Linked DNA regions of Sus scrofa: region 2 is linked to region 1. The links are chromatin contacts, called in public Hi-C maps. All regions are on one chromosome and are shown on one strand. Each heading gives the region's core, a stretch centred on a gene start, on an enhancer-like site or on the middle of the called end of the contact. The rest is flanking DNA. Distances are from core to core; before and after follow the strand shown.

Region 1 (6,523 bases), core at 1,339-3,838:
CACATGTGGAATTCCTGTTGTGGCACAGCGGTAACGAACTCAACTGGTATTCATGAGGATGTGGGTTCCATCCATGGCCCTGCTCAGTGGGTTAAGGATTCAGTGTTTCTGTGAGCTGTGGTGTAGGTTGCAGCCTTGGCTCAGATCCCCCATTGCCGTGGCCATGGCATAGGCTGGCATCTGCAGCTCTGATTTGAGCCCTGGCCTGGGAACTTCCATATGCCACAGGTGTGGCCGTAAAAAGAAAAAAAAAAAAATTGCAGATGTGGCTCACATTTGCTCTCTGTTGGCATCACTGCTCCATGGGTTCTCCATTGCCTTTAGGGTCAGACCCAATTCCTCACCGAGACTGGCAAGGCCCTGTGCCACCTGCCAGCCTTTGTGGCTTCCGTGATGGTCACGGTCCCCTTGGTGAGCATGTTTCAGGCACGCTGGCTTTGCTGTTCCCAGGCACAGCAGTGCTCTTTCCATCAGGCATTCCCCGGCTGTGGCCCTGCCTGTCATGTTCTCACCTGAGAGCTTGACTCGCTGGATCCTTCCACCCTTCACAGGTCAGCCAGTGCCGACGTTCTCTTCAACAAAAGATTCCTCCCCCACTCCCCACCACACTATGTCATCACCTTATTTTATTTTCCTCAGGAGACTTTGTCAATAGAGAGCAACTTCAGCTCTGAGAAAGCTGGGACCCCCATTTGCATTCTTTTGCTTTGTACCTCCAGGTCTGGCACCTAATGGGTGTTTAATAAATATTGGATAAATGAGTGAATAGAGAAGTCGAAAACCATTGAAAAGCAGGAGGAGTGAGGAGTGTCTGCAGGAGTTCCTGATGTGGCTCAGCGGAAAGGCATCCGACTAGCATCTGTGAGGACACAGGTTTGAACCCTGGCCTTGCTCAGGGTGTTAAGGATCTGGCATCGTCGTGGGCTGTGGTGTAGGTCACAGACACGGCTTGGATCTGGCATTGCTGTGGCTGTGGCGTAGACTGGTGGCTACAGCTCCGATTGGACCCCTAGCCTGGGAACCTCCATATGCCGTGGAAGCAGCCCTAAAAAGACCAAAAAAAAAAAAAAGAGTGTCTGGATTGTTTACTGCTGTGTAACAAACCACCCTCAAACTGAGTGGCTTGAGAACTGAAACCAGCTGGCCCCACGATCAGTCTGGACACTGAACAGAAACCATATCTTATTAACATCCCTTTTACGTTGAGGTGACTTTGTGCAATATTTCTGTCTTCATTAGCAGGCCTTTATTATTCCTCTGTCTTCATCAGTGAGACTTTATTTCTCCAGGAGTCTCCTGCCAAAGAAAGTGGTTGGATTGCTCATTAAAGCAACTTCCCATCATTCTTAAATGGAAAACATCGACAAGCAGTTTGTGCTCTGCATTTCCCAACTGGAAATCCTTGCCCTGCGGTATCCGCCAGTTTGTGGATCGTGCAATGGTGATTTTTGCCCAGTTCCAATCAGGTTGCCTTATTGCAAAGCTGCCTTAAAACAAGCCTCCAATTATCACTAAGTTCTGACCTTCCCTTCCCTCTTTGGGGACACTGACAAAACTGCCAGGTGGTGGTCACCCTCACTGCGGTGAGCAATGCCCCCAGCTTTGTCACAGGAACAGCGTGCGTTGGTTTGACTGGGGAGCCAGCTCTAACAGGTCTAAAACAATCACCATTCTAGGATCCCTCATCATGCTGTGGGTTGACTGGGCTCAGCTCTGCTCCACGCGCTGCAGCTATTTCAGGACCCCACCAGCTGCAACACCCAAGGTGGTTCGCTCGCCTGCCTGATGCCTCAGCAGTGATGGCTGAAAGGCCAAGCTCAGCTGGGCTGCTGGGGTCGCAGGATCTCTCTCCACATGGTCTTGAGGCTTATCCCTCTCGGGGAGGTTGCTCCACCTGGTCTCCCCACAGCGCAGCTGATTTCTTTCTCTTTTTTCTTTTTTTTTTTTTTTTTGTCTTTGGTTTTTTTAGGGCCATACCCACAGCATATGGAGGTTTCCAGGCTAGGGGTCTCATCGGAACTGTTGCTGCCGGCCTACACCGCAGCCACAGCAACACCAGATCCAAGCCATGTCTGTGAACTACACCACAGGTCACAGCAGCGCAGGATCCTTAACCCACTGAGCGAGGCCAGGGGTCGAACCCACAACCTCATGGTTCTTAGTCGGATTCGTTTCCACTGCACCATGATGGGAACTCCCACACAGCTGACTTTTTACACGGCAGCTCAGGGCCCCCGAGTGTGCAAAAGAAGAGACTGCCCGGGCTTCTTAAGGTCGGAGCCCAGGACTGACCCAGCAGCCTCTCTGTTGCCTTCTATTCATTAAAACAGTTACAGGGCTGGACCAGAATTAAGAGGAAGAGGAAAACTCTGCTTCTCTCCTAGGGGGATGACAACAAATTTGCCTCCACCAAAATCTACTGGAGGGCTGAATTCAGGGCTTTAAAGATCCTCCTTAGCCATCAAGATTGGGAAGAGAGTGGAGCAGGGCGGAGATGGAGGGGAGGGTTCCCCTCAATCCTCAGGCTGACTTGAATCCTGTTGGTGAGCAGAGGAGCCCAGCAGTGTTTTCTGAGTAGCTACAACACGCCAGCAGGCCCTGAGTCATCTTAGCAGAGGCGTGTAAAGAAAAGCCTCGAATGTCTCTGGGTGCCGTGCTAACAGTGAGAGCCCTGACAAAGACTCTCAGGACCCAGGGAAATAATAATAATTAAATGTTGAGCTGATTGTACCAGTCATTAAGATAGCTGGCATTCAGGAAAGGGAGATATTTCCTCTAAGTTATTATCAAAGGCATTTTTAATGTATAAACATTGAAGCTATACACGTAGCATATTGGATTTCCCTCTGTGGTACAACAGGATTGGCAGCATCTTGGGAGCACTGGGTCACAGGTTCAATCCCCAGCCAGGCGCGGGGGTTAAAGGATCCATCTCTGCCACAGCTACATCATAGTTCGCAACTACAACTGTGGCTTGGATCGGTTCCCTGGCCCAGGGATCCGATCCCTCCATATGCTGCAGGGCAGCCAAAAACAAAAACAAAAGTAGCATAACTATTTGTGGAGTATTTGGGAAACAGGGAAAGGAAAGTAAAACCAGCCATATCCTAACAGCCACTCTGATTGTTCATTTCAGGCTGGTTCTGTGAGTGGGTGCTGTTGATGCCCTTGGGACGCTGCTAAGGAACAGGTGGCTTTATGGGGCTGAGCTGTGCTTACATGCAGGGTTACAGAGGTCTTCTCAGTCCCATGGGAAGGGGCTGGGAGAAACGGGCTTGGGCAGGGCTCTTTGGGGCTCTCCAGTGGCTCAGCAGGCTACGGTCAGTCTCCTGGGCACTTCGCAGAAGGCTCATATCGGTGAAGCCCTGGTGGAGCAAGCAGGTGTCCTGGGGTCTGAGGTCATGCCTGGATGTGGGAAAGGAAGGGACAGAAGGAGGGGAGGAAGAAGAGAGGGCAAGCAGAGACAAAGCTTGCCTCGGAGGCAGGGGTAGGTGACAGTCGCTCGTATACTTATTTGCCTACTTACTCAACTGAGCTTTACAGAGCCCCTACTGTGTGCCAGGCATTGTAAAGGTCCTGAGGATGCAGGGTGGCCTTAAAGGGCAGCTCACAGCCCGTGTGCTATGCGGGTCATGGGAGAAATACCAATGGCAGCATAGCACTCAGTGGAAACTCAACAGAAATATTCATAAGGAGGAGGGTTAGGCGAGGCTTCTGAGGAGGTAGAGTCCAAGGTGAGACCCAAAGGCTAAATATCAACCAAATGGATGGTGAGAGTGAACTGTACACAGGAGACATTTTTTTCCAGGTGAAGGAATAGTAAATTAAGACCTGAGATATTGGGGGAGTTCCCGTCGTGGCTCAGTGGTTAATGAATCCAACTAGGAACCATGAGGTTTCAGGTTTGATCTCTGTCTGGCCTCGCTCAGTGGGTTAAGGATCCAGCAGTGCCGTGAGCTGTGGTGTAGGTCGCAGATGTGGCTCAGATCCCACATTGCTGTGGCTGTGGTATAGGCCGCCGGTGGCTATGGCTCCGATTCGACCCCTAGCTTGGGAACCTCCATATGCCATGGGAGCAGCCCAAGAAATGGCAAAAAGACCAAAAAAAAAAAAAAAAAAAGACACAACAACAACAACAACAAAACAAACCGCTTGAGATATTGGGCGGGAGGGGGAAGAATCAAAGCAGAAAAAGCCTAGGACTGGAGATCTGGGGCCTGGGTTCTAGATCTGGCTGAGCCCCTGGCTAGATCCAGGTGGGGTCCTGGATGATTTTCAGCTCTTTGCCCTCCATGTGGTCCACATACCATGTCCCGCTCTAGAGGGGGACCTCCTTGAAGGCTTTCATATCTGTTCATCTCTGCATCCCCAGGGGTCATATCGTGTACAAGGTGAAGCTCAGAAGACAGCTATGGAATGAACACATGAACACAAAGCCAGGCCGCACCACAGACCCCACCTCTTCTTGCAGGAAACAAAGGGATTGGACCAGATATCTCTGAATTAGCTTCTACTTTGAATATTTCAAGTGCTTCACAAACTGTAGAGAAGGTCTTAGTAATTGTATTGTCGTGAAACAGCAGCCAATGACACTGGTTCTCTGTGGCCCTGTACCACAAACTGTACCCAGGCTGGCCAGAGGTGACATTTTCCACCTTCACTGTCTGGGCCTGCAATATGAGGCTGGGCTTTTTGTTTTGCTGGCCTTGTTGGCTTCAGGAGTCACCGACTCAGTGAGACCTTCTGGGATCATCCATTCTAAATGATACCCCAGCCCCACTTCTGTCCCTTCTATCATAGCACCCGATTTTAGTCTCTTCATAATATTTACCATTAGCAGACGTTCTCTCCTTCATTTCTTTTCTTTTTTTATTGTCTTTTCCACAGTGGGATGTGTGCTCGCTAAGAGGTGTGGCCTGGTCTGTTTTGTTCATTGCAGAAACTGTGGTGCCTGGAACAGTGCTTTGAATGGAGTAGGTGCTACACAAATTCTTGGTGACTGACTAGGCAGCCCCGACAGAGAGCTGTTTTTTGTTTTGTTTGTTTGTGGGGTTTTTTTGTTTTGTTTTGTTTTTTGTCATACCCTTGGCATGTGGAAGTTCCCAGACCAGAGCTCCAACCCATGCCACAGCAGTGACACTGCCAGATCCTTAACCGCTGGGCCACCAGGGAACTCCCAGAGATAGCACAAGCTATATCTGGAAATTCAGCAACTGCTTTGCAGTGGCCGGGGGACACTGCAAACAGCTGTCCTGTATTGGCTGCTTTTCTGGATGGCCTTCCCAACATGGCTGGTGCTTTAGAACCCCTTGTTATACCCGTATCTGATTTTTTCCATTGGTTTCTATGGGTCACAGTGTGATTCATTCACCTATTAAAGAAGGACTCTTTCTCAAACTGGCCACACAACTAGAATCTTCAGAATTGGATAGAATTTATTTTCCCATTCTCTTTCTATGATTTTCGGTTCTGAAAAATTCCTGACAACTCATTTGTGCTGAGGATCATTAAGCTTTACATGTGAAAGAAGCTTGCCTTTGATTGCACTAATTTTTCTGCCACTCAGTGGACAGAAGGAGGGATGAGCCCTGCAGTTTTCACGCCCTGAGAGATTCCATTACACCTGCTAAGGTAGCCAAGCAGGAGTGGGAGAACGGATTTCCAGCTCCTCCAAGTTGGTTCTAGTTATGTATGTAGCGAAAGTGCATGGACCGCAGAGACTCAATCTAGGTTTGTTTGCTCTTGGCCATCATCAGGGAAGGGGTACTCGTGCAACCATAGAGATGGGCTTAGGGAGTGGGGCTCAGTCTCGTCCATTTCTGCAGAGAAAGAGGGAAGTGTGGCACTATGGCCAGAAGATGTGGGTTCTGGAGAGACCCCCCCTGTCACTTTCCAGCTGCCACCTTGGCCAAGCCATCTACTCTCTTTGAGACAAATTATCCACATTTGCTTTGAGGCTAACATTTCCAGTCCTACTCACCTACATAGATTGCTTTGGGGATCAAATGTGAGAAAGCTTGTGAAAACATTTTTTGTGCCTTAAATAAGCATTATTCAAATATGGGTTTTTATTTTTATTAATATTCTCCTTCTTATTACACTACTAACATATAGCTTCTTGAATGACTCCTATGTGGCTGGCACTGTGCCACATGCTGGGAGTAAGGAAAAAAATAGGTTGTTTTTTCTGCTAAAACTTGCACAGTCTGGGTTAGGGAGACAGATAACCAGGCACTATAATCCAGTATCATCAGTGCTATGTTAACTGTTCCAGGAAGGGGCGAAGGGACCGGGAGGTGTCTGAACGGGGATCTGACAGCATCAAGATGGGCTTCTGGAACCAGGTGAATTGAACAAAGCCTTGAAGGACATATCTGTAGGAGATCCCTGGATGGAGAAGTGGAGAAGGAATGCTTCCAGCACAGGGGCATTGTGGGCGAAGAGATGGAGCCCTCACAGCGCTGGTACAGTTCCACGTGCAGGGGAGACACAAACGAGATGCTGCCTTCTTGGAGGGAAGAGG
Region 2 (6,523 bases), core at 1,937-4,436, 150 kb before region 1:
CGAGATGGGGCCTCAAATCTGCATTTCTAGCAAGTCCCAGCTGATACCAGTGCTGTGTATCCTGGTCCACAGTTTAGCCCTGGTTCTCAAGGTAGGTCCTGGGACCTTGATAGAGCTAGTTAGGCCCCACTGCATTCCTACCGAGGCAGAAACTCCAGGTTTTAACAGCCTTGCAGGGATTCTGATGCACGCTCAAAGCAGTAGGAACCACTGCTTTAAGGGAACAGGTTCTGAATTTGGAGGTACGTAGGAAATGCCTCAAGAGTTTTTTAAAAATACTGGCATCCAGGTCCCTCTCCCAGGGTTTCTAATTTAATCAAAATGGGGCGCCTCCTGGGCAATAGGATTTTTTTCAAGCTCACCGAGTGACTGTGTTGTAAGCCCAGTCACCTGATGAGTGTTAGAATGTACGGAAGAGGTCAGGCCCCACGCCTAAGCCTGCGGGGCTCCTGGACGCGCTCTCTGGACCATGGCCAGTAGGGCGCGCTGTTGCGCCGTCTGGGAGGCTGGGCGGCTGCGGTTCAGGCTCCTCCCCACCTGCGGCTCGAGCAGCTCTGGGGCTGGCGGACCGGCGCCAGCGGGAGCGGCTCCTGGCCGAGGCGGCCCTCCCTCATGCATCTGTATCTAGTTAGTGCTGGCCGCGGCCCCGCCGCGCTTGACGTCAGTGATAGGCTCGGTACTGGGCAGATGCGGCCGTTGCAGCCGCTTGGCACAGGTTCTTCATTAGGTCAGCCCTGCTGCCCACCTCCTCCAGGCAAGACCCCAGGCTTATCCAGGGTACCTAGCCTTTTGTTAAGGCTCCTCCGATGATGGGGAAGGAAGCCCCTCCCCATTTCCACCTGACCAAGGCACCAGAATCCTTTCCCACCCTCCCCCACAAGCTCCCTGCCCCTCCCCTGTCTCATCAGGACCCTAAGGGTCCCGAGAAATCTAATAGACCCTAGTTCCCCAGCCCAGATCCTCCAATCTGCTTGGTCAGCTGCAGGAACCAACTCTTACCTTTCTTTTTCTTTCTGAGTTTCTCTTCTCCTTAGCTGTCCATGGCTCAGTTCCTGCCCTGCTGCCTGCTCCTTTTCTCTTTTATCTGAGTTGTATCAGGTATTCCAAGGTGATGTGTTTTCATACGTAGAAGTGGAAGAGATGCCGCCAGAGATTGCCTAGGTTTAATATGATAAGCCAGTGATATTTGTAAGGAACATTATGTTGATGCAGATGAGTTATGGTGAGTTCTGGTTGTTGATAAGTTTGGTTTTTTTTTTTTTTTTTTGGTCTTTTTGCCTTTTTCTAGGGCCTCTTCCCGTGGCATATGGAGGTTCCCAGGCTAGGGGTCGAATCGGAGCCGTAGCCACCGGCCTATGCCAGAGCCACAGCAATGCGGTATCATCCGAGCCGCATCTGCAACCAACACCACAGCTCATGGCAACGCCAGATGCTTAACCCGCTGAGCAAGGCCAGGGATGGAACCCGCAACCCCAAGGTTCCTAGTCGGATTCGTTAACCACTGCGCCACGACGGGAACTCTTGTTTTTTTTTTTTAATTTAAAAAAAATTTTTTAACTTTTTTTAGGCAGGGGTGGGGATTTATTCTAGAGGAGAGAGCCTGGTCAGATTCGGTCATACTCTACTATCTAGCTTTCTGCATCAGCTGAGCACATCCCTGGAGTTGCTTTTCCCAGCCAGGATGCCAGAGCTGCCTTTATCATAAATGCGCCGTTAGAGTTGCCTTTATTATAAATGCTCCATTTCACCACTGCTTTTGCTCCCCTCCACTGTGTTTGATCTTCTGGGCTGCTGTGTGAGATTTCATCTGGAGAAAGGCTTTGTGGGTAAAATCAGCATGAACACCTCTGGTCTGGATGATGCCTGGTGACCCTTCTGACTTCGGCAGCTCACACCTCCAAGAGGAAGAGAGGAGGTCATTCTGAGAAGCAGGAAGCAGGCTTCATTCCTGCTCTGACCTTGACCCTGAGTGTCTGTTCCTAGTTCTTCCATTTCACAACCCTGCCCCTCCTGACCATGTGGGGTGGGCATTCCCTGCAGCCACAGAAGAAGAGAGAGACACAGATGGTCAACAGTGGGCAGGTGGCAGTGATCCAGGCCAGCCTAGATGGGGAAAACGAGGGAAGGGACTTGCTCAAGGTTACATAGCTGGTTCTCAACAGAGCCCGTCTCAAATGAATCCGTCAGAACTGCTGCTGGGTGCCAGGTTGGACACGCTTAGGCAGCGTTGAAGGTGTGATGGCTGGGTTCCAAGGGGAGCCAGTTGGCTTAATTTGGCGAATATTAGTCTCTCTTAGAATCCAGATGAGCAGACCCCTTGCCAGAGGCAGCTATCCTTCCAAGGTTCAGCCTGACCCTGGAGCAGCAGACACAGCAGGATGCTGGCTGGAAACAGCCACCCTAGGGCTCAGAGAGGAGTTCACCTGCCTGGTATGGGCCCCCTCAGGGGACTGAAGGCCAGGGAAGAGGTGTAGCAGATCAGGACGGATCAGGCACCTTCCAGCATAGCTTCTGAAAGTAAAGGGCTGAGCCCCAGATTGGATCTCAGAGAGTCTGGCAGGTGGGTGGCAGCCAAGGGGATCCAGGGAGCCGAGTGTTTGGGCCAGTTTCCCAGTTGCCTTGGCAGTGCATCTGGCCAGAGCCCAGTGGGAAGTCAGGGACTTAGGAAGCAGATGCTTGAGGAGGAGCAAGGGGATTCGAACTCTTGTCGTGTGGGTAAGAAATTAGGGCAGGGCAGGAGGGAGGACCCAGAGCCACTGGGCAGTTAGCAGAAGAGTGACCAGAGTAGAGTGGGACATAGGTTCAGGACTTTGACGTGTCCCCGCCACAGTTCTGTTTTCCGTGTTGACAGAGACTCTGACCCTACTCCACTGGGAGTGCCTCTTTCCCTCTCTTTGGGTTATGTAACATGTATCTGTGTGTGTGTGTGTGTGTGTGTGTGTGTGTGTGTGTGTGTGTGTGTAGACGTTTCCTGTTTTCTGGGTCTCTGCCTCCAATTCCTATCAGTTTCATAAAACCCAGAGAAAAAAGATTCTGTCTGTAACCTCAGTCGCCTATTCCAGGCTCACCATCAGGAAATCCTGTTCCCACCTTGCCCGAAGCCCTGTGCTGTAGTTTAAGTCCCTCCAGGTGGGGCTGGCAGGGTCCCTGGGACTTACTCCAAAGGCCCCAGGGAAACTGGCTGGGCTGTTTCCTGAGGAATGCTCGCTTCCACATTGCAGACTCCAAGCACGTGCCCTCTCCGCCTGAGGTCTTGAATGATGCTGCTTTTGGGGGCGGGTGGGGGGGGTGTGGTGGGGAGCCCAGCTAGTGATTTATTGTCTGTTTACTCTCAGAAAGCTCATGTTCATGCCTGCTGGTGGAAGGGTTGGAGGGATGGAGGGAGGGAGGGTGTGTCCTCTGAGTTGCAGAGGGAGCCAGCGGAATGACTTACCCCTGTCCCTGCCGGGTGGCCTGTTACCTTGTCCTCCCTGCCTCTCTCCACCTGATGAGAAGCAGAATGCACTTCTACCCCATTTGGGAGGCTTCAGGCACGTTTTCTGCTCTGAGGCCACTGAATGCAAAATGCTACCCAGATGACAGGGAAGGAGGAAAGAATGAGGCTGGGGGAGCAGTGCTCTGTGCCGAATCTGTACTGGATCTTCATGTGGCGTCACTAGGAAGGAGGTACTGCCTCCATGTCACAGATGAGAAAGCTGATGCTCAAAGAAAGCTGAGTCTAAAGTGTCTGAAGTCACATAGAAGTGAGCAGAGTTGGGATCCAACCTCTCGTCTGGCGAATAGCAACACTCATGCTTTTCCTCTCACCTGGGTTACTGCATTAGAACCTCATCCTCATTCAGTCTGTCCTTTTATTTTTATTTTTTATTTTTAAAAAATGATTTCCATTTTTTTCATTATAGCTGGTTTATAGTATTCTGTCAGTTTTTTACTGTACAGCAAGGTGACCCAGTCACACATAGATATATACACTCTTTTTTTCTCACATTATCATGCTCCATCATAAGTGACTAGATATAGTTCCCAGTGCTATACAGCAGGATCTCATTGCTTATCCATTACAAAGGCAATAGTTTGCATCTATTAACCCCAAATTCCCAGTCCATTCCACTCCCTCCCCCTCCCCCTTGGCAACCACAAGTCTGTTCTTCAAGTCCATGAGTTTCTTTTCTGTGGAAAGGTTCATTTGTGCGGTATATTAGATTCCATATATAATTGATATCATAATGTATTTGTCTTTCTCTTTCTGACTTACCTCACTCATGAGAGTCTCTAGTTCCATCCATGTTGCTGCAAATGGCATTATTTTGTTCTTTTTTATGGCTGAGTAATATTCCATTGTGTATATATACCACATCTTCTTAATCCATTGAAATGTCAATGGACATTTAGGTTGGGGTCCAATCTCTTATCTGGCTAATACCAACACTTGTGTTTCCTCTCACATGGGTCACTGCATTAGAACCACATCCTCATTCAGTCTGTCCTTTTAAGCAGATATTACCAACCCAAGCTGTTTCAAGCCCGTGGGAGTCAGCAGTGAACAAGGCAGGTCCTGCCTTCATCGAGCTTCCCTGATTGGGGAGAACAAGACAAGCATAAGAAACAAGTCAGTCATAATAGGTGTCTTAGTCAGCTTGGACTGCTCTAACAAAATGCCATTTATTGGGTGGCTTAATTAAAAAATAAAAAACATTTATTGGAGTTCTGGTCATGGTTCAGCGGAAATGAAACTGACTAGCATCCACGAGGACACAGGTTCGATCCCTATCCTCGCTCAGTGGGTTAAGGATCCAGCGTTGCCGTGAGCCGTAGCTTGGATCTTGTTGCTGTGGCTGTGGCGTAGGCTGGCAGCTACAGCTCTGATTCGACCCCTAGCCTTGGGACCTCCATATGCTGCAAGTGCGGCCCTAAATCATTTATTTCTCACTGTTCTAGAGGCTGAGAAGTCCAAGGTCAAGGTGTGCCAGTTGGTATCTGTTGAGGGCCCTCTTCATGGTTTGCAGATGGCCACCTTCTTGCCATGTCCTCACATGGTGACAAGAGAGCACTGGCCTCTTTCTCCTTAAGGGCACTAATCCCATCATGGGGGCTCCACCTCATGACCTCATTTACCTTAATTACCTCCCAAAGGCCTTGCCTCTAGATACCATCACACAAGGGGTTAGGGCCCCAGCATATGAATTTGGGGGAGACACAAACATCCAGTCCTTAGCAGTGGTATGTGTAACAGAAGGTGAAAATGCTGTGAGAACGAGGAGAGCAGGATCGGGGGTGAGGAGTAGGGAGGTGGTAGGTAGGTTGTGATTTTTAATGTAATGGTCAAGACAAGCCTTACCACGAAAGTGACATTTGAACCAAGATTTCAAAGAGATAATGGTTTTGCTATTGTTCTTGCACTACCCGTACCTATTTCAGACCTGCTCATTCGGACCCACTGGGAATAGGGTCTGGGAATACATAGGTATTTAAACTTGTCTTTTATACGCACCTAAATTTGGAAATCCTTGTTCTGCACCCTGGCACTTCTTCTCCATGCCAAAGACTTTTACCTGACAGGATGGGAAATATTTGCCCAAATCTAGGCATGACTCGAGGAGTTCAAGAATGAAGTTGGAATTAAAAGAGTCCTAATGACGGTTCTCTTTGTGACTTGCAAACTGGCTAATACTTAGTAATTAAAATAGGCAAAATGCACTCAGGACCATGAGTAGGTCTGGAAGGATCTGTCGGCACAGGGCTGATGTCATCTAGTCAAGGTATGACCCAGGTTATTGGAGCAATAGGCTGATTGTCATGAGATGAGCATAGCTCAGAAGACTTGGATTTTAGATCATGTTCAACGGTGGTGAACTTGGCCACCTCATTTGCTTAGGAGCTTTGGCTTCCAGGTTTATGAAATGGAGCTGCTAAAGCTTCCTCTAAGCTGTCTCCACCTCTACCACCAGCCAACCTGTGTTTCCATCCATCCACCTAACCATCCCATCCCGTCCCATTCCATCCATCCGTCTAAAACATCCATCCCTTCCATCCATCCATCCTGTACATTCATCCATCCATCTGCCCACCCATCTTATCCATCCACCCATTCACCTATCTGCCCATTATACCATAACCATCAGTATCCTCATTTCATCATCATCAATATTTCTAGTGTGGCCCATGTTCAGATCAACAAAATTCTATGCCTAGAACTAATTACAAAGGAGTTAAGTCTGAAAAAAAAATGAAGAAAATTTCTATGGAGAGTAATTAACTGGGGTAGTGAAATCTTTCCTCTGAGAAGACCTGTTCAATGAGGTCCAGGGGTGGAGTCTGTGCTGCTCGTCTGGGGGAGCCAGACAAGTGCCTTGTAACTTCAGTTGCAGCGGCAGCCGCTGTGAAAGGCAGCCTCAGATTTCCCCTGATGGCGGGGAGCCCTGCCTCAGTGCCCAGCCCTATTAACTGTTGGCTCCCCAGTTGCCGAATCGAGCCAAAAACATCCTCTCTGTTTGAAGTGCTTATTGGAAAAGCAGATTTCATC

The links. A called contact is a pair of places that touch in the nucleus more often than the background predicts.
Region 2: a contact with region 1 is called in a Hi-C map of mesenteric adipose tissue, with 1.9 times the contacts expected there. The contact joins two enhancer-like sites. A contact is called at or near these places in 1 of 5 promoter capture datasets (liver), 12 of 47 Hi-C or Micro-C datasets (adipose tissue, embryonic fibroblasts, fetal heart ventricle and 6 more) and 2 of 2 datasets of contacts at active chromatin or transcription factors (alveolar macrophages and skeletal muscle).

Annotation. Positions count from the first base shown.
Region 1 is chr13:131,148,351-131,154,873 of Sscrofa11.1, reverse strand. No RefSeq gene overlaps it. Among named protein-coding and RNA genes, the nearest start is that of HES1, 16 kb to the right of the region's middle. Within about 2 kb of position 2,588, at least 5 of the 83 cell types and tissues checked have an H3K27ac peak or open chromatin away from gene starts, as enhancers often do. A contact at or near this core is called in mesenteric adipose tissue and subcutaneous adipose tissue, where this site is marked.
Region 2 is chr13:131,301,769-131,308,291 of Sscrofa11.1, reverse strand. No RefSeq gene overlaps it. Among named protein-coding and RNA genes, the nearest start is that of CPN2, 33 kb to the left of the region's middle. Within about 2 kb of position 3,186, at least 26 of the 83 cell types and tissues checked have an H3K27ac peak or open chromatin away from gene starts, as enhancers often do. A contact at or near this core is called in mesenteric adipose tissue and subcutaneous adipose tissue, where this site is marked.